Linked DNA regions of Mus musculus: region 2 is linked to region 1. A link is a contact called in public HiChIP or PLAC-seq data. All regions are on one chromosome and are shown on one strand. Each heading gives the region's core, a stretch centred on a gene start, on an enhancer-like site or on the middle of the called end of the contact. The rest is flanking DNA. Distances are from core to core; before and after follow the strand shown.

The links. HiChIP or PLAC-seq counts read pairs in DNA pulled down with a chosen protein or histone mark.
Region 2: a contact with region 1 is called in a CTCF HiChIP or PLAC-seq map of CD8 T cells, with 39 read pairs. The contact joins the enhancer-like site here to the promoter of Traf1 in region 1. A contact is called at or near these places in 1 of 39 promoter capture datasets (the SN4741 cell line), 1 of 15 datasets of contacts at CTCF or cohesin (CD8 T cells), 3 of 484 Hi-C or Micro-C datasets (Th1 cells, bone marrow-derived dendritic cells and extraembryonic ectoderm), 5 of 115 datasets of contacts at active chromatin or transcription factors (CD8 T cells, Th2 cells, bone marrow-derived dendritic cells and 1 more) and 3 of 9 other capture datasets (adipose tissue, liver and pancreatic islet).

What each region holds. Positions count from the first base shown.
Region 1 is chr2:34,959,698-34,963,933 of GRCm38.p6, reverse strand. Traf1 (TNF receptor-associated factor 1) reads left to right here and starts at 2,162. Exons shown (of 10, transcript NM_001326601.1): 1 at 2,162-2,410. Gm52552 (a long non-coding RNA gene) reads right to left here. Exons shown (of 3, transcript XR_003954034.1): 2 at 2,462-2,564. It overlaps Gm46733 (a long non-coding RNA gene), which reads right to left and starts at 1,231. Exons shown (of 2, transcript XR_001783275.1): 1 at 853-1,231; 2 at 629-746.
Region 2 is chr2:35,013,429-35,018,370 of GRCm38.p6, reverse strand. It overlaps Hc (hemolytic complement), which reads left to right. Exons shown (of 41, transcript NM_010406.3): 22 at 215-275; 23 at 3,219-3,308; 24 at 4,684-4,896. Among named protein-coding and RNA genes, the nearest start is that of Hc, 46 kb to the left of the region's middle. Within about 2 kb of position 1,965, at least 18 of the 459 cell types and tissues checked have an H3K27ac peak or open chromatin away from gene starts, as enhancers often do. A contact at or near this core is called in CD8 T cells and Th2 cells, where this site is marked.

The sequences.
Region 1 (4,236 bases), core at 913-3,412:
CTCTAGGAAGCATGGCCAGACACTTGGAAGCAGTTCTAGGGCGTTCACTAGGAGTGTCTGACTCTCCAGCGCACAATGAGTCCTGTGTTAATTACCCAGCATCCTCCTTGTCATTCAGCCCGCCCACAACTGCATGGCAGCTACCACAAACTCCATATAAACTGTAGAAAGCCAGGCGGTACCCTTCAATGTCAAAGGTCTGACTGCTGCGGAACTGAGACAGAACTTGAGACTGAAACCTTTGTGGTTCAGTGGCTCTGAGATCCAAAGGAACAGGTGTGAGTGAGAAGGAAATGGGCGGAGACATACATGATCACGTGCTCACACGAGCATGCGCTTCTCTGTATAACTAAAGACAACCTTATGCTTCTGATCCCCTTCACCCATATTCGGGGTGTTTGACTCCACGCCCAGTTTCATGTGGTGCTGGGGAGAGAAGCCAGGTCCTCAAAAGTACCAAGCAAGTTCTTCATCAGCTAAGCTATGCCCCGTCGCCCTTGTCTGCTTTCCTGATCCTCCCACACAGCCCCAGTCACAGCCTACCAGATATGAGGCCTTTGCCAGGGAGACGATTCCTCTTATGAAACTTATCTTTAGAAAAGTAAAACAAGTGACCTGGGTAGAGGCGAATGGTCTCCAAATGGTTTATTTTCTTTCTGAATCCAAAGCTTCATCCATGCTCGGCTTTTGATTTCCACTGCCTGGCTGATCCCTGGGCACTTAGTGATCCTCCGGTGATGCCCACTCTGTTTCAAGAGCCCCCAAATTTAAGCCGGGTGACTACAGATGAGTTTTGGGTACTTTCCGAAATTAAACTATTTCCCTTGGTAAATTTCCAGCATATGAACTCACTCATCTGAAAACAGGATGTGGCGCGTGAAGTGTGAGGTCAGACTGCCTGCTCTTTTTTCTTTACCCTAGGGCAGAGAGGAAAGAGGGGTGGTCCCAGAAAGGTGAGACCAGAGAGGGGATCTTACAACGTCCACACTTGAGAAATGTCACTTCACCAATTGCACTTGAGAATCGGCGACTTTTATGTGCAAGAGGTAGATCAGCCATTAAAGCTAGGGTCACAACCAAAAACTAAGAAAGAACCAGTGACTTTTAATGTCAGAGACACAGGGAGCTCGTAGACTCCGTTACTGTTAGAATTCAAAGGCCCACAGCGGGCTGAGTGGCATATGCCTGTGATCCTAGCACTTGAGAAACTGAGGCAGGAGGCTTACCAATTCTAAGCCAGCCTAGACTACATAGCAAGACCCTGTCTCAAAAAATAAAATAAAATAAAATAAAATAAAATAAAATAAAAGCAGATGAATGGAAGATCCTTAGAGGTCACCTCTGACCATGCTTGCACAAATCACAGAGGTTGTATTTCGTGTTCCTGAGACACAACACTTGCCTTCAGGCAGACATCCCCTTTCCAAGTCAAGCCCCAGAAGTCTTTATTCCACCAGCCACCCAGATGCAGTATCACCTGCCTGCTAGAAACCTGAAGCCAACAGCAGACCTGCTATGGGAGGGAGACATACACACCTCCCTCATCCAAACAAAAGCCCAACCAAGTAGGTCCTGTGCTTGGGAAGCTGAGGCAGGAGCATGGCTTACAGTTTGGAGTCTTCAGGGCTACACGGGAAGACCTTGTCTCAAAACAAACAAATCAATCAGTTAGAAATCAAGTAAGGAGCCCAAGCCAAATTAACCAGATAAAGAAACACTGACCATCTGACCAGGAGCCAGCGGACATCTGCGGACAGACGGCACCCTTGTGAGATTGCTGGTTTGCAAAAATTACACCAGTTGGTTGGTTGGTTTTTTAATCTTTTAAACTAAACTTATATCCTGACACTAAGTTCCCTAACTCTTTGGAGTAAGAGTGAGTGAGTGTGTGTGTGTGTGTGTGTGTGTGTGTGTGTGTATCAAATGCTGCGTGTGTTTAGCTTAAAAAGCACAACCACTTCCCTGCTTCACCCAGTTTCTTTAGCGCCCAATGCCAAGAGCACTGCACTATCACACTGCCATCTGCATTGTTCACAGAGATTGGCAGAGTTTACCGGGTGCTGGGCTCTTAACAAGAATCCACTGTGGTAAAGCTTGCTGTTTTTCCACTCTTGCCTTGCGGCACTTCAGGCTGGAGCTCAATGTTGTTTGTGTGTGTGCTGAGTATCTCAGGAGTGCAGCCACTGATGGAATGCTAGGAGTCAGCTAGCACCAGGACCCCAACAGAAGCACTCCAGTTCTGTTTCCTTGAGGGAGGAGCGATCAGCCCGCCCCCCGGCCAGCCTCCGAAGCCAGCCCAGCTCAGTCCCACCCGCCTGCCCAGCCCAGCTTCCCTTGGCTTCCGCCAGCCCAGCCCGGTTCTCTGCCCCAAGGACGCTACCGCCCGGTGCGAGCAGAAGGCGGCGCACAGGTTGGTTGCCCGTCCCCCGCGGGTCCCCAGGGTCCCCAAGTGCGACCATACTCAGCCTCTCTCCCTTCCTGAGCGGTGCTCTGGTCCTTAAGCTGTCACTTCGGTTCTGCCCTCAGCTCTGAGCTCGTTCTGATGTGGCAGGGGACATCACCTGCTGAAGGAAAGGGGGCAGGTAGGCAGGAATTCATAGGTAGGCGACTAGACAGCATGTCCAGGCTAAAGGCAGCATGTAGGCCATGGGATCCCAATCTGGACACTGTCACCGAGATGTTCCAAAGTGTGGGGTGTGGCCCAGGTGGGTCCCCAAAGACTAGAAGGAGGATGAGACGCCTCTGTTCAGCAGATAGATTGTCCATTCTGGGAGCCATGGAGATGAGACTAAGGAAGATGGAGGTGAGAAGGCGGTGAAAGAGACCTGTAAAAAGCCACCGCAGTGTAAAAAATAACTCTGAAGGGTGTGAAGGAAAGTGCTGTCATAGAAAGGAAGGCTAGAAGTCCACTGGCCTGCTTCTGATGGGACTGAAATTAGGGCAGGCCCGGAGCATTTGACAGTGTGTGGGCTTATGACAGGGCTGAGTAGATTCCCTGGAGTTTCAGCAGCTGTGCTGACAATCTTCTTTAAACTTTGTATTGCAGTGTGAGAAGAGAGAGTGGATATGGGAGAAGAATTTGGGATAATTGCCAAGCTCATTTTAAAGCACAGGTCTGGTCTCAGTCCTTCCTGCCTCTCTAGCTTTAAGGTCTTGAGCAAGTCACTCAATTTATCTGTGCCTTGGACCCCTGGGCTATAGAGTAGGGGAGGGTCTCCAAAGACTGGAGGGAAATATTGACAAAATGTTTGTTAAAGTACTTAAAACGAGGCTGGAACTGTGGCTTGGTTAGCAAGCACTTGTACGCAGCCTTGGGTCTGATCCCAGTACTGAGAAAAACAAACCACTTTACAGGTAGCACCAGAGCAGCAGTGCCTGTTGTCTTAGCCCACAGCCGTGTGGGAGTATTCTAATGCTGGTAGCAGGAGCTGGGAGATGAGCTGGAGTGGGGGGGGGGGGGCGCCCGTCTAGGACAAGAGAAAAGGATCCAGAAGGTTGGGTGCTTCCCTTGTGTCCCAGTCGGAAAAGGAAAGGACATGTGGGGTGCAGGGGGTTGCTGGTCAGGCTGAGGACGGAGTTAAGGGAATGCCTTTCTGAGAGCAGGCAAGGAGATGAGAGATCATTAGCTGAGCAGGCTGGGGAGGATTCAGTTGGAAGTCTGTAGGATGGAGTAACCTCTTGGCCACTAGATGTCCTGGTGTCACCCCAGGCTTGGTAGACCATTGACTCTATCTAGAGACATAACAGAGTCTAACTTGACCTGACCACCTGGGAGAATCAAGGAAGCTGATAGATGCCAAAACACTGTGTAAGTGTCATTTGCCATTTTAAATCTCTCATTGTGAGAAACAAGAAGGGTGTGACCATCACCTGAATAAATTATCGAAGCTTTTGGAGCAGGTCACTTCAGTCAAGGCCCCTGCCACACCTTTGCCTACTGTGCCAGCTAGCTATAATGGTCAACTTGGCATGACCTGGGAAGGGAGTCTCAATGAGAGATTGTCTACATTGGGTTGGCCTGTGGGCACAAAGTGGGAGATTGTCATAATTGAGTTAATTGATGTGGGAACATCCAGCCCACTGTGGATGGCACCATTCCCTAGGCAGGGGGTTGTAAATTGTGTAAGAGTGGAGAAACTAAGCTGCGTGCAAAGGAGCAAGTATCCATGCATTTGTTTCCCTCTGTCCCTAACTGTGGATGTGATTTGACTAGCTGTTTAGAGTCTTACCTTGACT
Region 2 (4,942 bases), core at 716-3,215, 55 kb before region 1:
GACCAATGTTCAAATAGCCAGAATCTTTTCATTGCATGTATGCATTGAAGTATTCATATCAAGTTTGCCTTTTCAGAGAAGGAGCGTTTGTTTTTTTTTTTTTTTTTTTAATTTTTTAACTGGCAAAGTGGACTGGAGGAACTTGATCCAAGGAAATTCATGTCTTATATATGTAATTATGCCCTTAATGGAATGTTTTCTGGTTTCTCTTTAGCCAGAAGGAGTCAAGAGGGAAAGCTATGCCGGCGTGATTCTGGACCCTAAGGGAATTCGTGGTAGGAAAAATGATTTTAATTTTTATGTGTTATTTTCCAGCCACAGAATTAAAATGTAACTTTAATGTAACTGTCTGGATCTGTTTGAGTGGGGTCAAACATAACTCTATTTAGTGGACATTACAATTCGAACACATTGCAATACAACTCATCCCCTGCACTCCACAGTCTATTCATAACGACAGTAACAGGCTGTTTTATTATAAAAGCCTCTGTCTAAAGAACACCTGAAAACAAAGTCACTCTGCAAAAGGCACTTTTAGAGACAACACAGTCAGATGATCTCTCAAAGTCCCCTCCACTGCTCCATCTCTTCTTCTTCAGCTGATACACTATGAATCTTCTCAACGAAAGAGCTTTTCCCACATTGGCAACTGAATCCTGAGCTAAGTACAGGCTGCTTCTAAAAGTTAGAATCTGTGGGCTACAACTATTTTCAGCCAGACAGACTACTACAGCTCTTGTTAAATTGTTACAACATCACTGTATTCTGGTTCTTTGTCTGCATTATTTTTACCCTCAAAAAATCCTTTGAAAACATCCTTACCTCTCTGTAACAAAGGAGTAAATGCAACATAGAAACACTGTGTTCTACCTGGAGGCACATGCCATAGCTAACTAAGCTCTGTAAACTCCATACCCTGTCACCCTTAGTTCAAACTTCCTAAATACCTTCACTGACTCATTTTAACTCAGTATCTTCAGGTTTATCAAGGGCTAAATAACAAAGATGCTTCTTGAGGAATGTTCTTATATCTTTACCAAAGCCATCTCATCCATGAGATCTCAGAACTTACGCATAGCATCTTCCTCTTGCCAGGGACTATGCTAAGTGCTAGAGCTGGATTTTCACCATGGTGACTTTGATGAGCCCTACAGTTGCACCTTGGATCTTGGCACCACCTGTAGTATCCCTGTACAATTTTAAAACAATAAAAACAGCCAGGCATGGTGGTGCACCCCTTTAATCCCAGCACTTGGGAGGCAGAGGCAAGAAGATCTCTGAGTTTGAGGCCAGCTTGGTCTACAAAGTGAGTCCAGGAGAATCAGGGCTCTGTTACACAGAAAATAAAATAAAAACAGCTTGTATAACAGCTTAGTTAACTTAGTGGAAGCTTGGCTCTCTGTCAGTACAGTGACAAATAGTATCATGTTTTGGGGGGATGGTAGGATATTTTAACAGTATTTTTATTCTTTAAATGTTTCATACATTAATACAATCTTGATCATAGCTAATCTCCACTACCCACCCCAACCTCTCTCAAGTCATCTCCTTCCCAACTTCATGTTCTCTTTTATTTATTTTTATTTATTTACTTCATTATTTTTATTTTTTTAGCCCACCGGGTCCAATTAGTGTCACCCATATATTCATGGATATGAGGTCATCCACCAGGGTATAGGCAACTTACCAGTGTCTACCTACCTAAAGAAAACCGACTCTCCCTTCTTTGGTAGCTATCAATTGCCAATAGCTTCCTCCAGGAGGGACATAGTCTGTTGTGTGACAATACTTTCCCTGGGGTGACTAAGCACATATCTCCCCATCCACCATAGGGAATCCCCAACAGACCAGAGTCAGAATACCATCAAAGTTCAACTTGGTGAACCAATGAGTTAGACAGGGCTTACTTACCAGAATCTGAGTGACAGGTGACTTACAGAAACAGACATGATTCACAGACTGATGCATCACCAAAGGTCACCTCAGAGTTAGTGACCGATCACAAAAGCTGGGGGCCTGGAGCACACTGCACAGTCTGTAGGCAGCGCCACAGGCTGGAGGGTGTGATTTCCAGTTCTTTCTGATCTAAACCTCTTCCAGGAAGCCTGGTTGGTTTCTGCTTCTCCCAGGAAGCTGGTCTTGTTGCAGACTCTTCTTTGCAGCTTTGCTTGTCAGAGAGGCGGAAGTTTTACTCACTTAGTCTGGCAGGAAGGGACCCAGTGAATCTGGTCTTCCTGGAACTTCCTGTGGCTACTTTTGAAATGTTTACCTGTCTGCTTAAGGAGCTTCCTGCAGGATGGAATGTTTCCATCTCGGAAGAAACTGTTACACAACCGGCCTCAGAGGCCCCTCCCTCATCCCTGCAGGACCTTTTAACTGGCTTGACCCTGAGCCACAGCCGCAGTGGAGCTCTTCCCCCGTCTTCTGGCTCTTATATTCGTTATGCCCCATCTTCCAAGATGTTCCCTGAGTGTAGGGGTGTGGGGGGGAGGGCCATACAGATAGTCCATCTCTAGTATTCTCAGCCAGTTACTCTTAGCACTTGGGACAGTCTCCATGTAACCACTAAACTGGTCCTATTTATGACATACAATAGGAAACAGCTGTAATCTAAAATTCTCTGACCCTGGCCTTCTGAAGCTGTGGAGCTGTGTGCATATAGGAAAGTGCTTAAGTCAGACCGGGGAGAGGGGAGGTAGGAAGAGTGTCTGGTCGCGCTTCCCGATGGAGCTGATGGTCAGACAACACAGAGATTCCATATCAGTGATTTGGGGCAGGCCACCTCTTCCTAGTGGATAATGTTGATATATAAGTCATTTATGTCATACCTTTTAAAGACCAGAAATCTTACACGAAATTCAGTGTGTTCTTTAAGAAAAGTATACAAGCCTAGGGTTTGATTAAAATCCTTGACTATTTTTCTCTTTTTAAGACTTTAATGTTATTATTAATGTGCTTTATTGTGAAAAATTATTTGTTAGTAGATATATAATCAAAACTTGTTTTTTTTCCATTAAGAACTCTGGGCATGTCTGAGTTGAAGGATACCCAGGGGTCCCCCATCCACTCAGAAGATTGGGTAGGAGTGACCGGGACGGGAGCAATGAACAAGACATAATGTGAATAAGTAAAATAGTTAGATTAAATTTAAAAAAAGGACTCTGGGCAAACCTAATCTTGTATTATTGTTGTTTTTGTTACTATTTTTATTGTTATAGGTATTGTTAACAGACGAAAGGAATTCCCATACAGGATCCCATTAGATTTGGTCCCCAAGACCAAAGTTGAAAGGATTTTGAGTGTCAAAGGTAAGTTAATAAATCCAACTTCTGGGCCAGCTGGTAGAGTGGCTGCCTAGCATGCATGAAGCCCTCGATACAGTGGTGCCTGCCCTAATCCCAGCCGTGGGAGACAGAAGCAGGAAGATCAGAAACGGAAGGTCAGCCACAGCTACATAGTGAGGTGAAGCTAATCTGAGTAGCCCTGTCTGAAAAACAGATAAATAAATAGATTTTTTAAAAAAATTCTTTTTTCACTCTGTGCTTCAACCAAAATCAAACATATTCGTGATTACTCTTTATTTCTCTTCATCTCCACACACAGGTTGGCTTATGACAGAACTCTGTCTTCCATTTTCCTTGTCTTCAAACACTTGGTTACGTTTCTAACTCCCTTCCCCTAATGTATTTGGAAATTACCCTGTGAGGATAGGGTACCTGTTGTGAGCCCAGGACATCTCTAGAATGGGGTACAGCTGTTTCACACTTCACTTCCAGTGGTCTCAGCAGTCAGTCCACTAAAGACTTTGCGACCTGCAAATGGCCTTGCGGTACCAGCTTTCCGTCCAAGCTTAAGTCCTGGAGTGGTCAGGCTTGCTTAGCCCATTTGTGTAGCTACAATGAAACACCAGAGTCTAGGCAGTTTATAAAGAACAGGCTCCTATTCTGGAGTTTTTCAAGTCCAAGACCAAGGTAATAGAGAGGCTGGCAAAGGTTGTTCCTGTTTTTACAGCTGCTGTCTTAGTGGGTCACCCTCACATGGCTAAAGTATAGAAGAGTAAAATGTCAAAGGGTAAATGGCTCTCCACACCCTCCCAAAAAGCTTGCCCTCTTACACTACCACCGGTGTGGGTTAGGCTGCAGCAGATGGAGGGTCAGAGGTATTCAAACCAGAGCAGGGATTCTCTGCCCTCCGGGGTGTTTGCCAGAGGGGCATCATTCTTTGCAGTAAGGTAACACATCACTAACAGGACAGAATGACCTGCCTGCATTTTATCTTGGAACCACAGAGTTTCAGACCTGGAAAGGGCCTTTTTGATCACGTGCGATCTTGACATTAGACTTATAAGAAGTTGGCTTGCCCAGGGTTGCACAGTGTCACTATAGACTGGGGGGCCAGCGCCTTTTCCATTCAGGCTCCTTTGCCCTACTTCACCTGAGGATTGGTCAGTGTGGGTTATGACGTCAGCACCTAACTATGCAGCCATTTGTCTACCACATTACCTTATCTGCCACCAAGACTTTATGCTGCTAATCAAATCCAGCTTGCTCCCCTGATTTCTGGGACACAGGTAAACTGCTTATATTAAAAGGGGGGAAAGACGTTGGTCATTTCCTCTTCAGAATACACTGTTGGGAGCAGATAGCGGGTGGTTACGTCCACTTGGGTCTCTTTTTCTTTCAGGACTGCTTGTAGGGGAGTTCTTGTCCACGGTTCTGAGTAAGGAAGGCATCAACATCCTAACCCACCTCCCCAAGGGCAGTGCAGAGGCAGAGCTCATGAGCATAGCTCCGGTGTTCTATGTTTTCCACTACCTGGAAGCAGGAAACCATTGGAATATTTTCTATCCTGATACACTGAGTAAAAGACAGAGCCTGGAGAAAAAAATAAAACAAGGTAAAAAAAAAAACCCAATAATTATTTTATACATCATTTTTCAGAA